Regions from separate parts of the Anser cygnoides genome. Here region 2 is linked to region 1. A link is a contact called in public Hi-C data. All regions are on one chromosome and are shown on one strand. Each heading gives the region's core, a stretch centred on a gene start, on an enhancer-like site or on the middle of the called end of the contact. The rest is flanking DNA. Distances are from core to core; before and after follow the strand shown.

The links. Hi-C and Micro-C count contacts between places; a contact is called where the count stands out from the background.
Region 2: a Hi-C map of liver shows a contact between it and region 1, with 3 times the contacts expected there. The contact joins two enhancer-like sites. A contact is called at or near these places in 2 of 7 Hi-C or Micro-C datasets (both in liver).

The regions. Positions count from the first base shown.
Region 1 is chr26:349,707-356,506 of Taihu_goose_T2T_genome, forward strand. GPAT4 (glycerol-3-phosphate acyltransferase 4) reads right to left here and starts at 5,379. Exons shown (of 13, transcript XM_066983434.1): 1 at 5,285-5,379; 2 at 2,946-3,849; 3 at 57-126. The coding sequence starts at 3,110. It overlaps GINS4 (GINS complex subunit 4), which reads right to left. Exons shown (of 8, transcript XM_066983377.1): 8 at 6,665-6,777. LOC136786272 (protein phosphatase 1 regulatory subunit 3C-B-like) reads right to left here. Exons shown (of 2, transcript XM_066983376.1): 2 at 5,442-6,777. The coding sequence ends at 5,868. Within about 2 kb of position 2,060, at least 1 of the 3 cell types and tissues checked has open chromatin away from gene starts, as enhancers often do. A contact at or near this core is called in liver, where this site is marked.
Region 2 is chr26:540,419-546,623 of Taihu_goose_T2T_genome, forward strand. No RefSeq gene overlaps it. Among named protein-coding and RNA genes, the nearest start is that of TCIM, 9.0 kb to the right of the region's middle. Within about 2 kb of position 4,248, at least 1 of the 3 cell types and tissues checked has open chromatin away from gene starts, as enhancers often do. A contact at or near this core is called in liver, where this site is marked.

The sequences.
Region 1 (6,800 bases), core at 810-3,309:
CAGCTCCCATACAGAAATTTGAACTTCATGTGTGCCCACGCAGGGCACGATCTTACCATTGACATAGGGCTTGTATAACGGATGGTTCTTCTCCTTGGCACCACGCTCTATTCTCAGTGTTGCCCACTGCAAGAGACACACATGGCAATCAAGATTGTCAAAGCCTGTAGCTCCACTTCAGAATTCCCGTTTTACAGTTGGCTTTCAGGGAAGACCACAGTTAACGGGAGAAGATGAGATGAAGGCAGGAGGCTTCCGTACAGAACTGAGTGTGAGTCATGAACACGCAACTGAACTGAGGTGGAAGCAGGGACTGGGCTGGGAAGAAAGTTCTTACAGCAGAGATTTGTCTACAGCGGGGCAGGAGGACTGATGGGGAGGTGACCAGCACCTAGGAAAGCCTTAATACGCAGCACACACGAGCGTGCCATTCTGCACAGCAGAGCCCCAGCGGAAGAACGAGCACCAGAAGATGGAAGGTGCTCAGTGGTGAGATGGCACAGCAAGACTTTCTGCAGCCTCCGTGTCCTGGAGGCTCTGCTGTAGCTTGCACGTGGTTACCACTGCACAACCTCCAGGGGGCCCCTGCATCCTGCGGGCCCTCCTGCTGGAGCAGAACGTGACGCGGATCAGGAAGCAGGTCATGGGACTGGCACTATTTTCCCATCCTGATTTCCTCCAAACTCAAAGCAGACACCGTGTTTTCAGGTTGCTGCTATACACATCAGGCCAGTCGCATGAGGGCATGGGATCCTCCCCTCCCCGGTTCAGCTAACAGCTGCTACTGCTTCTCAGTCCAAAGGAGCAGCAGCAAGCACCCTCAGACAGTGCTCCCGCAGCCAGATCCCATGCCCAGACTATTTGTCATCCACTGAAATCTCTTTTCTCATCTACTTCCCAAGGGAACCAGGAAAAACTGCAGGCTGGATTTCTGACCAGTCTTCCTGCCTGTCCTCCAAGTAACCACCCCAGTGGCACTCTCCTGCATACAAGCCTGGGAGAGCAAGTTCACGAAGGCAGACTTGTGCAACATGCTTACTGCTCTGAGCCAGCTGCTCCATCAGGGACCTGGGAAGAAGCAGAAACTGCTGGGAACTCCAGGGCTCCCAGTCTCAGCCCCTGACACCACCAGATGAGGAGGCAGTGATGTGGGAATACTAATTGTGGGTGGAGAGCCTAGCTCATTTAGCAGCTTCCTCTGCCAGCAGAAGGAACTGCAGGACTGCAGAAGATTGTCCAGAAGCTGCCATCCCAGGAGAAGTCAGAAGAGGAGCTCTGACCCAGCAGGAGCTGGGAAGCCTGAGAAGAAGGCACTCCTGGCCAGCCCAGCACATCTCCCTCTGCATAATGACCGCGGTGGCAGAAAACCCAGACTGACACCTGCCGAGCACCAGGCGGGTCCCCCTCAGCACCAGCTCAGGTGTGTGGCTGCCAGCCCGGGCCCCAGCACCCGGATGGGCCCTGCAAGTTGCCAGACTCAGGTACTGCCCCTCAGGCCAGGGTTGCAACACTGGCCTTGAGAGCTTGGAAAATATTCCTTGTGAATAACACTCCCCAGGCATACATATCTCAATGACCAGCCCCAGTCGCTGAGTTTTCCATCAAACTGTGAGCAGTTCTGCCAGAGTGCTCTTCTCTCCCACTACAAAGATCCTTTGATAAAAGCTGAAATAGATTTCAAAGTCTTTTCAGAAAAATAGTTTCAAAATTGAACACCAAAACATGTGTTGAGAGTAAATGTTCCAGAACTGAATTAAAGAAAGGAGAGAAGGAAAAAAAAAAAAAAAAAAGTAAAGTGAAATGTTCCGTTTTGGATAAACCAAAACCCTTATGTATTTTTTCTCTCAGTTCAGTCACTAAATTTGAAGCCAGGGTTTCAGACATCTGCGTTAATGAAGCACTGCACAATGCCCTGGGACTCCCCACTCACACCGCAGGGCTGCCCTCCCAAGCCAGCCAGTACAGAGATCGTCCCAGGAAAAATCAGCCCTGCTCAAGCAGCAGCAGCTGCACCGAACACTGTAGCAGTCTGAACTACATATATAAGCCTGAAACTTCCCTACTAAGCACAAGGCAACCCTCTTCCTTTTCCCTGGGCTGGCAGCGTGGGGTGGTTTGGGTTTTATCCATTGGGAGTTTGGCAAAAATTCTGGTCTCACCAGGGACTTGATTCAAGGAGAGGTGCTGGTTAAGACAGCTCATAAAATAACTCTGCAAAGGCAGTCAGGGAAACAGCATAACCCCAGCTTGGAAAATTCCACTTGGCTTCTCTGTGTCAAGAGGGGCAGCGAGGGCTGCTGGTTGTCCTCAGGCCGCAGGTCCAAATGTGGCTGCTGGGCTCAGCAGATAAGCAGGCGGCACTCTGGGACAGAAAGGTCTTGAAAGTTCTGGGTTCTGGCCACAGACTGCTCAAGGTTCACGCCACAGAAAGTCCCGCCTTGCTGCCTGCTTGTGCTTCATCCAAACGTACTGGAGATAAGCAGCCCACTGACTGCAGCCTCGTCCCTCCCCATTGTGCTCTACGCCCCTTTTGGCTTCTTTCCACATCAAACTGCACCAGCACTCAGCCTTGCCTGGGACATTAACCCGTCCAAGCACACACCTCCTCCCAGCACATCTGCGGCTGTACAGGACAGCTGCACTGTTTGCACACTTACTGCCTATGCTGTCCTGTCCTACTGCTTTGTCTGAAGACTTAGTGGCTTAATTACAGGAAAAAAAAAAAAAACCAACAGCCCGTGATCATTAGTCCGATAAATTGCAGCTGGCTGGGATGACTCCAGCAGGTCATCTGGCACCAGCGCGTCACCAGCAAACCAACCTCCTGCCCCAGTCATCTACGATGTTCTGCTGAGGGGCAAAAGTCTCTCTTCCTAGCACGACTATGCTTGACAAGACCCCTGTAAACACTCTCCAACACTCAAAATTTTGAGAACATGACTTACCTGAAAGATCTTTAATAATGTTTTCATGTAAACCTTGCGGATGCCAAAGGAGACTCCAAAAATTGCTGGCACAATGATGAAAACCAGAAGCAGAGTGAAGAGGACAGTTATGGAAATCCCCAAGAGATTAACAACCAGGCTGTCAAAGGGGAGCAGGAGGAACATGGTGAAGGGCCTAAGCAAGGCTGGCGCCCTGCAACCCTGCAGCCAGGCAGAAAGGCTGCCCACAGCAGTTAACCAGTCCTGCTATTATTCAGCAAAAGTCTTACACATGTACCGAGTCCGCAGCTGCTCACAGACCCCATTCCAAAGTTCACATCTTTTTTGGGCTCTGCAAGAGAGGGAATGCAACAGGATCAGGGAGAGCGGTTGGGAAAACAAGCAAACAGACTGCCAGGAGCCCCGGGGAGTTCAAACAGCGCAGGCTGAGGAGCTCAAAGGAGACGCAGCATGCAAGCAAGTTCCTCCATGGGTCTGCAGCAAGTACTGTCGTGAAACAACGGTGTGAATGGATATTCTCCCAAGGTGCCGCTGAGCAAGTCCTGCCGTGGGGCAGCTCGTGAAGACGCCAGCAGTAGAATTCCCCTCTGGCTGCTGAGAGCATGCAGTATCTCTTCACGGGGACAAGGTGGAGTCCATCCCTGAGCCTGCATTGGAGGAGATCGAGGGAGTTGGCACTTGCAGGAGCCTACCGCATGTAGAGCTATTATTGTTTTTTCTGCGAGGACGCAGGCACTGGCGCAGATCCTTGCATGATGCCTGTAACAAGTTTAAATCCAGAGGCCCCAGGCATCCACTCACGCTGAAGGGTCGTAACAGACTTAAATGAAGCTCGTGTCCCTGGAAAACTCTTCAAACAGCGAGTTGGCTTCTTGGCAGACTAGGCACTCGCATGGCACCAGCACTAGCAGAGGAAAGAGAAACCGAAGTCAGGCAAGTCGCACAACTCTGAGAGACGCCAACTTGGAGAGGGTGGCAGGAGGCCAGGGACAGCGGGCTCTGAACTGTCAGAGGCAGTGCTCAGGCTGAGGACGCATCACCCCGAGCAGCTCCGCGGGCACGGCGGACTCAGACCGCCACAGATGCACATTCCGCGCTTTCCTCCCACCCAAACCTCACACTGAGCAGCTGCGTCTAGAACCACCCTCGGAGCGCAGGATGTCAACAGTCTCTCTGAGCAGGTCCCAAATACAGGAGAGGAGCCAATGGAGCGACAGAGGATGCCTCTGAGTGACAAAGACCTTACCGCCCCTCTCATCTCGGAGGAATCCGAGAGCAGGGAGCCAGCCAGGCCCCAGATTCCTAGGCAGGAATCACTTCCTCTGCTCCTGTACACGGGTTCCTGGGGCGCGGCTCACCCTCTGCTGCTTTACAAACAGTTCGTGACAGGAAGCTAGCCCAAGGGAAGCATTACTGCCGGTGATTAGCCCAAGTGGAACTCGCCGGGGCACGGGGACCAGGCAAAGGTCAACAACCGACAGCACGGCTCTTCGAAGGCGATGCCCCCGGCAGAAGAGGCACGCGGGAGGCCAACGCGGGCTGCTGGAAAGAGCTGAGGGGAGAACGGCCTCCGGACGCTGCCTTCGCCTGCCACCGGAGGGCACGAGCCTGGGCCTGAGGACGGCCCGGGACAGGCGCTTGAGAAGCGCACGCGGCAGAGGCTGGGCAGGCCCCGGTGCTCCCCCGTCGCTCCCCCGCAGGGCGCGCTGCAGCCGCCGGCTCTGCAGCGTTCCCGGCCGGCAGCTCCGCTCCTGCCCCGGGGCGCACGGCGCCCGCCCGAGCGGCTCCCCGGGGGAGGCGGCTCCGCGGCCCCGCACGGAGCCGCCCGTTGCGCCGGGCTCGCCGCTCGCCAGCCCGGTCCGCGTGCTGCCGGCCGCCCGCCGCCCCGGGAGGGGCTCGGGGACCGCGGCACGCCCCGGGCGGCGCAGGGCCGGCGGCCGCGAGTACCGCCCCCCGGGCCGAGGCGGGCAGCCCCCCTCCGGCTGCGGCCGCCGGGACCGCCCCGCCCCGCGGCCCGCCCCGCCCGGCGCGGAGCCTGGGCCCGGCGCGGAGCCTTACCGGGGACCGCCCGGCGGCACGGCAGGGCCCGGCCGGCCCCGCAGCCCTCGGCCGCTCGGCGGGGCCGGGCCGGGGCCGGGCCGCACCTCCCCACGCGCGGGGGCGCTGCGGCGCGGCCCGCACCGGGCGGGGAGGCCGCGCTCCTGCCGGTTAACGGTCCGCGGCCGGGCCGGGCCCCGCGCTGCCCCCCCCCCCGCCCCGCCCCGCCCCGCCGGCCGCCCGCAGCGGGACCCGATCCCGCGCCGCTCCGTACCGAGCCGCCCCGCCCCGCCGGCGCTCACCTGCCGCCACTGCCGCCGGGCCCGGCCCCGCCCCCGCCACGTGCCGTGCGCGCCCCCGCCCCGCGCGCTGACGTCAACGCGGTGCCCGCGGGGCCGCGCACGCCGCAGGGCCCCGCCCCGCCCCGCCCCGCCCCGCCCCGCAGAGCCGCAGCCGCTCTCGCCCCGCGCCGCCTTTATTGAGCCCGTCACAGCCCGGCCGCGCCGCGCCGCGCCCCGCCCGGAGGGCTCCGAGCCCCCCGGGGCAGCCTCGCCCCCCGCCCCCGGTCCCATCGCCGGCTGTGGGTCGCGGCAGCCCGTCCCAAAGCCGCCCGTCCGTCCCGCTGTGCCCGCCTCTCGCGGCAGCGGTGCCCGCAGAAGGTACCGACGGGAACCGCACCCGGAGCAGCTCCCGGGCGGTGCGGCAGGGCCAGCCTTGAAGGTCCCGTGAAGAGCGGCAGCTGCTCGCCCAGCGGCAGGCCGGAGGCGCGGAGGAGCTAACGAACCGTGAGCGGCGCCTCCCACTGCTGGCCCCCGCCCCAGCGAGCCCCGCACCGCAGCAGGGACGTGGAAGGAAGGGCCCTACGCCTCTCCACCCGCTGCTTTCCTACCAGTAAGGGGCTTGAGTCTCTGAGCGCCGCCAGGTCTGCAGGTGAGAGAGGACAAGGGCGGCAGCCCGGGAGGTGCCACGATGCTCCCGGGCCCCGTTGGCACTCTTCACGGCATGGGAGGGAGGGCGGATCATGCCCACGTGGCAGATCTTGTAGTTCCTCCCATGGTTGTTGTCCCAGTGGGTCTTCTGCCCACACTGAAAGGAGATGCAGAACTCTGTGGCCCTGCGGGAGCTGGATGGCTTGGGCAGCGAGAGCTCGAAGGAGAAGGTGTCTGTGTCAGCCGAGCCATACGTGCTATGCATGTACTGGCAGGAGATGTCTCGGAAGCTCTTCCAGCCATCAAAAGTGATGCGGACCGTGACTTTCTTCTCATACTCGATGTTTCTGACCTTCACTGTCCCTGACAGGGCATGGTCCTGGACCAGGCAGCTCTCCAGGCAGACCAGGTTGCTGTGCAGGCGGCTGCGGAAAGCTGCATAGTCTGAAGAGGGCTGTGGGAAGTCCAGCACGTACCTGCAAACTTCTGGGCGTGAGTCCCGCAGCCTGGGTCGAAAGCAAGCGAGGTCTGACAGGGCATGCTGCAAATCACAGAGGTCCTCCTCGATCTTTGAGAAGAAACGGACGGCTGTCAGCGAGAGCCCTTTCATATCAGCAAACACGACCCTCTTCTTCTTCTGGCTCTTGGAGCTCTTGGTGCTATCTCGCCGCTCAGGCTCGTGTTCTGCGCTCAGCTTCTGGTTGAGACAGGAGCGGAGGGGTTTGCGCGCCCGGCTGCCCCGCAGCTCCTCGTAGGAGTTCAGCAGCTTGCGGATGGGGGGCGAGTGGCCCAGGCAGAGCCGCACGGCCAGGTCCACGGGCATGGCTGGGGGGGCGACGGCCCGCGCGCTGTACACCTGGAAAAGCCTGGAGGTGAAGAAGGGTCAGGC
Region 2 (6,205 bases), core at 2,998-5,497, 190 kb after region 1:
TCAGTGCCTCTTGCCAGCTTCTTTGCAAGCCGGTTGGCGTGGAAGTGCGTTATTTCAGAGCGTGTGCTGTTAGCTGTGTGGGTTGCTCCCGCTGGCTCTGTGATGCTTTTCCTGTGGCGTGCCCGTGTCTCTTTAGCGATTTGAGTTACTTCAGCAAAAGGTTATTGCATGAAACAACCACACAAAAATGTGTTGCACTTGCTGTTGCCATAGCACAGCTAGGAAACCCGGAACACTGCGGAAGTTGGTGAGTCACCGGGGTGAAGCATTTGTCCCAAATCCCCTTACCCTGGAAACCCTGTGGCATGCACGACCTTTACAAAGCCAGGAGCGCTTGCAGGGAGTTCCCAGGACCAGTAATTGTGGCCTGGGTGACCCATGCCCGCCTTGCTCAGCTGTTATCTGGCGTAAAGTGATCTGGAAATCTTGAGGGCTACTAGGAGACCCCGTTTTTTGAATACTTTACAGTAACAGTTCATGGTTAGTGGTGGACTCGCCGCCGAGCCAGGCAGGGTCTGCGCCTTGCAAGGTGTTGGGCTCAGCAGCAGCAGGTTTTAATGGACTGAAACTGCTTGGACTAATCTCTGAAGGCAAACTGTTAATCCAGCACTGAGTACACATGTCTTAGAGCTTTCTTCCTGAGGGCATTGCTGCATTTTTCAAATACAGACTGCGACTGCAGTGGTACCTTTACTAGGCAGGCATGCTGGAGCAGAGGAATTTTCCTCACTTCTCAATCCTGCCTGCCTCTTTCTCCCTAGAAAGGGAGCTGAAGGCAGCCACAGAGGTGCTGAGTGGGAATACAGCTTTACCTCCAGGCTTTCCTTTATATAACCCGTGTATTTCCCTTCACCCTGCTCAGCAGGTGAGTTGCGTATGCAGTTGGATTGCTGGCACTCATTAAGAGCCTTTAGGCCCCCACTTGCTGAGTAAGCAGCACAGCTGGGCACGGTGTCCTGAGGTCTCGTCCTGAGGTCTCGTCCCGGTGCTTGGCATCTTCTGCTCCAGGAGGACTCGTGGGCTGCGTCTCTGTGTGAGGCTGAGTCACACGTCATTGCTGCGAGGGCTGTGGTCTGCATGAAGTGCAGCCTGGAAAACCCTTGTCACAGGACTGGGAAGAAAGGTTTGTTTCTACTCAAGCCTAACTCTCACTATGGTGACAGCAACCGAAACAGCACGGTCCCCGGTACCCGAGGTGGGCAGCAGCGAAGCGGCGCGCGTCCCCTGGCGCATCCGTGGCGCGGCTCCCACGCTGGGCACAGCGCATGATCTGCAGCAGCATCGCGCTGCAGAGCCGAGACGTCATTGTGACCGCTGAGGTTAAACTCCGTTGGCTTGGAGGCTTCTGCCTTCAGGTGCTGCTGAAGTGCTGCGGCTTCAGGTGCCAGGCTGAAGTCCCAGCAGCGCCAGAACTGTAGGCTTGAGTTACTGGGTTATGCTACGACATTCAGTTTTTAAGCTGTTTTTATTACAACTCGATCAGCACTGCAGCCACAGGAGGGCGGCACCGCCGCAAGCTGTAAAAATGCTTTTTCTAGCTTGCCCAAACTGCTGGTTTTGTTAGAAAACAAAACTGCTTAAAGGGAAGAAAGGGGGAGTCCTTAAATGCCTGTCCAGAGTACTCAGTATGCATATACAGGTTGTTTTACGCAGACCACGCTTCTAAAAAGTACTGCCCAAACCAGCTGATTACTTTTTTGGCCACAATCTCCAGCTTTTGCTGCGGCATTTGGGTTATTCCTGAAGTTTCACAGTGCTGTCAGGAGTCACCAAGCCCAGCAGTATTGTCAGGAAGGCCCAGGAGAGGAGGGAATTAATTGGTTCGTAAACCTGAAAACGCTCAGCTCCCACTGTGCTAAACAGAGTGGCCAGAGCTGCCCCTTTGCCTCGTGCCCGCAGGCAGCGCGGAGCAGAGCAGAGCAGAGCCTTTGGGCACTGCCTGGCAGAGGGGCTGCTGCAGGGGCTCTGCAGGTCACACTGAGGTGCTGGGGGGGGGCACAAGGCTGCAGAAGTGATCGTGCTGTGACCCACCCTTGTTGGCACGTAGAGGACGCAATGCTGTGCTGCTGACCTGTTACTAGGAATTTGGTCTGCAGTTGGGTAAGGGACAGCGGCACATCAGGATCTAATGCTGGATTTAGCATTGATCCCATTCCTGAAACACAAACTGCAGACTCTGACGAGAGGGTGCTGGATAGGTCGAGCTGTAGGTGTTTCCCCCCAGAATTGCAGCAGTGCTGGGGACTGCTGGCAGAACGGAGGAGCCTTTTGGACAGCCCCAAAGCTCATGCAGCCAGGAAGCGATGGTGTTCCTGGACTGCTAATCGGTGCACAAATGGTTGCATGCATTAGCACCACAGCTTATAAACAGCAGAGCATCCACAGCTCAGGAGGCTGATCTCTTGTTAAAATATTAAAACTTCCCTACAAGAGCTCTAGAAACCAGAATGGTGAGCCCAGTGAGGAGGTTTATTGCATTATTCCAAGGTGACTACATTTTACTAGCAGAGCAGTCCCTAGCTGCAAACCAGGAGAGGTTTATATCATTTCCTCTCCCTAGCAGGCTGCGTGGGCTGCATTAAAAGTACGACTTCCAGGGAAAAATGTTAATAAGTTTTCAAACCAAGGTTTAGCCCTCTAAATCGGTTTTCGAGTATCAGAGGAAGGTCAAAAAGTCATGAAGTGATCCAACAGAGAACAGAGATCTGCTTCATTAGGGAGGCTGAAGGAGCGGGAAAGCCGGGGTGATTGAGGGTCTGTTTCTGGGACCTTGCCATGACCACAGACACTACAGGGGACTTGGGAGACTCTGACTTATTTTTTGCATAAGAATGGTGTATTATCTTCTGTTTTAAATCTCTTGTGGAGGGGGGAAGGTTTAAATTGCTGCCTGTTTTGGTTACGTGTTTGCAGCAGCTTGAAAAGTAAGTGACATAGAGAAGTGGGTCTCATTTTTGTGGCTGCCCATTGCCCTGCAGCGTAGCAGTCCCGGTAGGGGGCAAAGGCTTGAGGACGCTGGCAGAAGGAGCACTTCATGCAAAGTGCCCCTGCTTTATGTAAATGGTACAAATGCTATGAGAATGTGTCGTTGCCATTGTGCTCCTAGGCACTCAGTACTCAGCTGATGTTTAACCTGAATTCCTGCTCAGGTAAATGGGATTTTTCCTGTGTAAGGGTAAATCCAGGCTAGGACAGATTCGGTGGTGTTTTAAACAGCTAAAGATAATTTTGGTTTGCTTAGTCAAAGCTCAGTCAGCAGTGGAGCAAGGGTATTATCTTCAAAGAAGGCTTGTTTGGTTGCTTAGACGAGACTTTCCAGATAAAGTTCCCTGGGATGGCTTAGTCATGGGGTTGTGGTCAGGAGGGGAACCAGCCCACGCCGGGGCAGTGGCGGCACCCACGGCGCAGCCGGCAAGGGCGCTGCAGTGCCCCGGCTGGGGATGGGCTCAGATCTCTTCGTCCTTCAGGGCGACTCCTCAAGGCTAAACAAAGAGTGGGTGCAAAGCTAAAAGGGAGGTGGCGTTTGGGAGTGGTTAAGTTGCAATCCTTGTTGACTTAGACGAATCCTGAAAACACAAGTACAAACTTGGAATTCCCTCGGAAATGAACTGGGTGTTATTTCGCTAGCTTTCCTCTGGCATTGATGTCCACGGTCTCTTATCTGTAGTTAGTGGGAAGAGATCATGTTGCAAATGTAATTCCCAAAGGATGATAGTTAAGTAATCAGTTTAAAGGCCTGTTTGAACTGTTTCTGAAGGACTCGAATCTGCAGATTGCACAATAGTTGCTGAGAATAGTGATGCAACAGATTAACGTTTTGATCCTTCTGTGTGCTATTTTAGGACAAGTGCTCCTCTCAGTTCTCTAATTGTTTTAAATTTGTAGTAACCAAAACCTATTATGGATAGCTCAAAGCAGAAGAGAGGTTAAAAACAGCCTGCAAACAGGTATTCAACATAATTCAACGCTGGGAAGCTATTAGAATATATTTGAACACTTTTTCAAGTTCAAGTACTTTAGGGTAGTAAAGCTGCTTTCCCTATCCAGAACGAAAGGTTCTCAAAAGTAGCAGCAAAGCTGCATGGCAGTCTCTGACAGCTGACCCCAGATTACCCCTGGGTTTTGTGACAAACCCGGGTGTTCGGTGAGGTCTCTCTGGGTCACCCTGCCCTGTGGTGAGGCTGGTGCGTGGCCCCTGTGCGGTGCCTTGAGGCGCAGAGGAACACCGTCCCTCCAGAAGAGGAGGAATCGATTCCTGGCCCCCGTGCCTTGCAGGGGGTCAGCAGAGGGGTGGCAGAGGCGAAGCTTTGGGCCCCCCACCGCCCGCTGCTGTGCGCTGCCACACGGAGCCACTCCGCACTGCCAGAGGATTAATGGGCTCTTCATTTAGCTCAATTACTGGGCATTCACCTGAGAAGCTGTAAAGAATAGAACACTAACTCTTACAATCAAATATTAAATTACACCTAATTTATTTACTTATGGCAGACTGCAAGCACTGCAATTGAGCGTGCAGAGGTTTGTAACACACGCACGTCTTGGGGATGATGGGTGCCCTCACAGTGGGGTAGGGGGTCCTGACGGTGCGGCTAATCAGTGCCCAGCAGCTAACGAAGCCTGCTGTGATCCTGCACGAGCTCCGGGGACACGTGTCCCAGGGCAGCGTGGTGTGTGCCTGCGCTGGGCGAGGGAGGCTCCGTGGCCTCTCTGGGGCAGAAGAACCCCTCTGCTCCCAGAACGAGAGCGCAGCCTGTGTGCTCCTGCATCAGCAGTGCAGCTGCCGTGTGCCTGGTAGGCAGCATGTTTTGGAGTTTCACTCTGTTGCGTGCTTGCTCTTCTTTATCACACACTTGATTTTTGCGGGGCGTGTGGTCTGGATAAACATAGGATTGATATGAATTGCTGTGAGAAAAACGTACGGTAAATATATCAAATATTTTAAAAAGATTAGCATTATCTGTTAGGAAAAAATATGCATCGGTTCATGTAGGTAGATGCAAACAGGCTGCTAAAATGCCCTAATCTGAGTACTAATTGCTTAGATGCATCTGGCTTCACGCTGGGCACCTTTCCTCCTAGGGAACAAGCTCGCGGTAACACGCTGCGTTTGTGCGGCGCGAGCGGCCGGGGATGGCTGGCGGTGGGCAGGAACCAGCAGCAAGCAGCCAAGCAGGGAGGGGGCAGTGCAGGGTGTGGAGGCAGCGGGGAGGAAAGTCCTAGAAGAAGCAGGGAGGGTTTATCTGCAATGCAGGTGGTGTGCGTGCAGTTTCCCTGAACTCGAGAGAGGCTGTGTAGGTCTGCAGAGCTCTGGACATGGCTCTGCCGCTTCCTGCTGCAGTTAGGGGGGGTTTGAAGAGGCTGGGACAGCGGTGAGCTCTCTGCAGTGGGGAGTTTGCTTTGGAGAGTGCAAGTGGATTAAGCAATCCTTCCTGCTGGGCCTCATGACCACAAGATGCACGCCGAAATTCAGCATCGTGCGGGTCCTGATGCTGAGGCTCCATCCCCTTTGCGGAGGCCTCGTGACCTGTGCACAGGAGCACGGGGGAGAGGCAGCGTGCGTGGGCTCGTCTGGAGGAGCTGCTCCCCGTGTCCCTGGGCTCGGCGCTGCTTTACGCTGGTCACACACCTCATGGCAGGCACAGCTTCTCCAGGTGTATGTTAGCAACGGGCTTTTGAGTTCTGCTGCAAGCAGATGTGACACCTTGATTTTATCAGGTTACTTTATCCAACATCTTGTATTTCCATACATTTTTTTAAAAGTGTGCATGGTAGACGCTGAAATGCCACAGCAAGCAGAAAGTTATCTATATATTTTTGTCTCTAAGGAGTGCCTGTGGTTGTTGGGGGGAGTTAGAGGTAACGTGGGTCATTTTTTTTCTCTCTGATCTGCAGATAATTAGTTTCACAAGGCAGATAATGCTTTATTTGCTTTTGCTTTAAAAAGCTATTTTATGTCTTGGCCAGTTAGCTAGGGAAATCCTGGTTCTTGGATTTGATAAATCTCTCCAATGGCATAATGCATTTTTGCATACTTTTTATTGCAGCTAGAATGCACAATATTTAGGAAAGAGGCTTATTGTTAGAATTGGGATAAAAACAGTGTGTCTTTGGCAGCATTTTCAGCAGAATATATTCAAGGTTTTTACCTCTGTACAAAAATCCTTCAACTCGCTTGGCCTTTTTCCATGGACTTCACTGGGGTCAA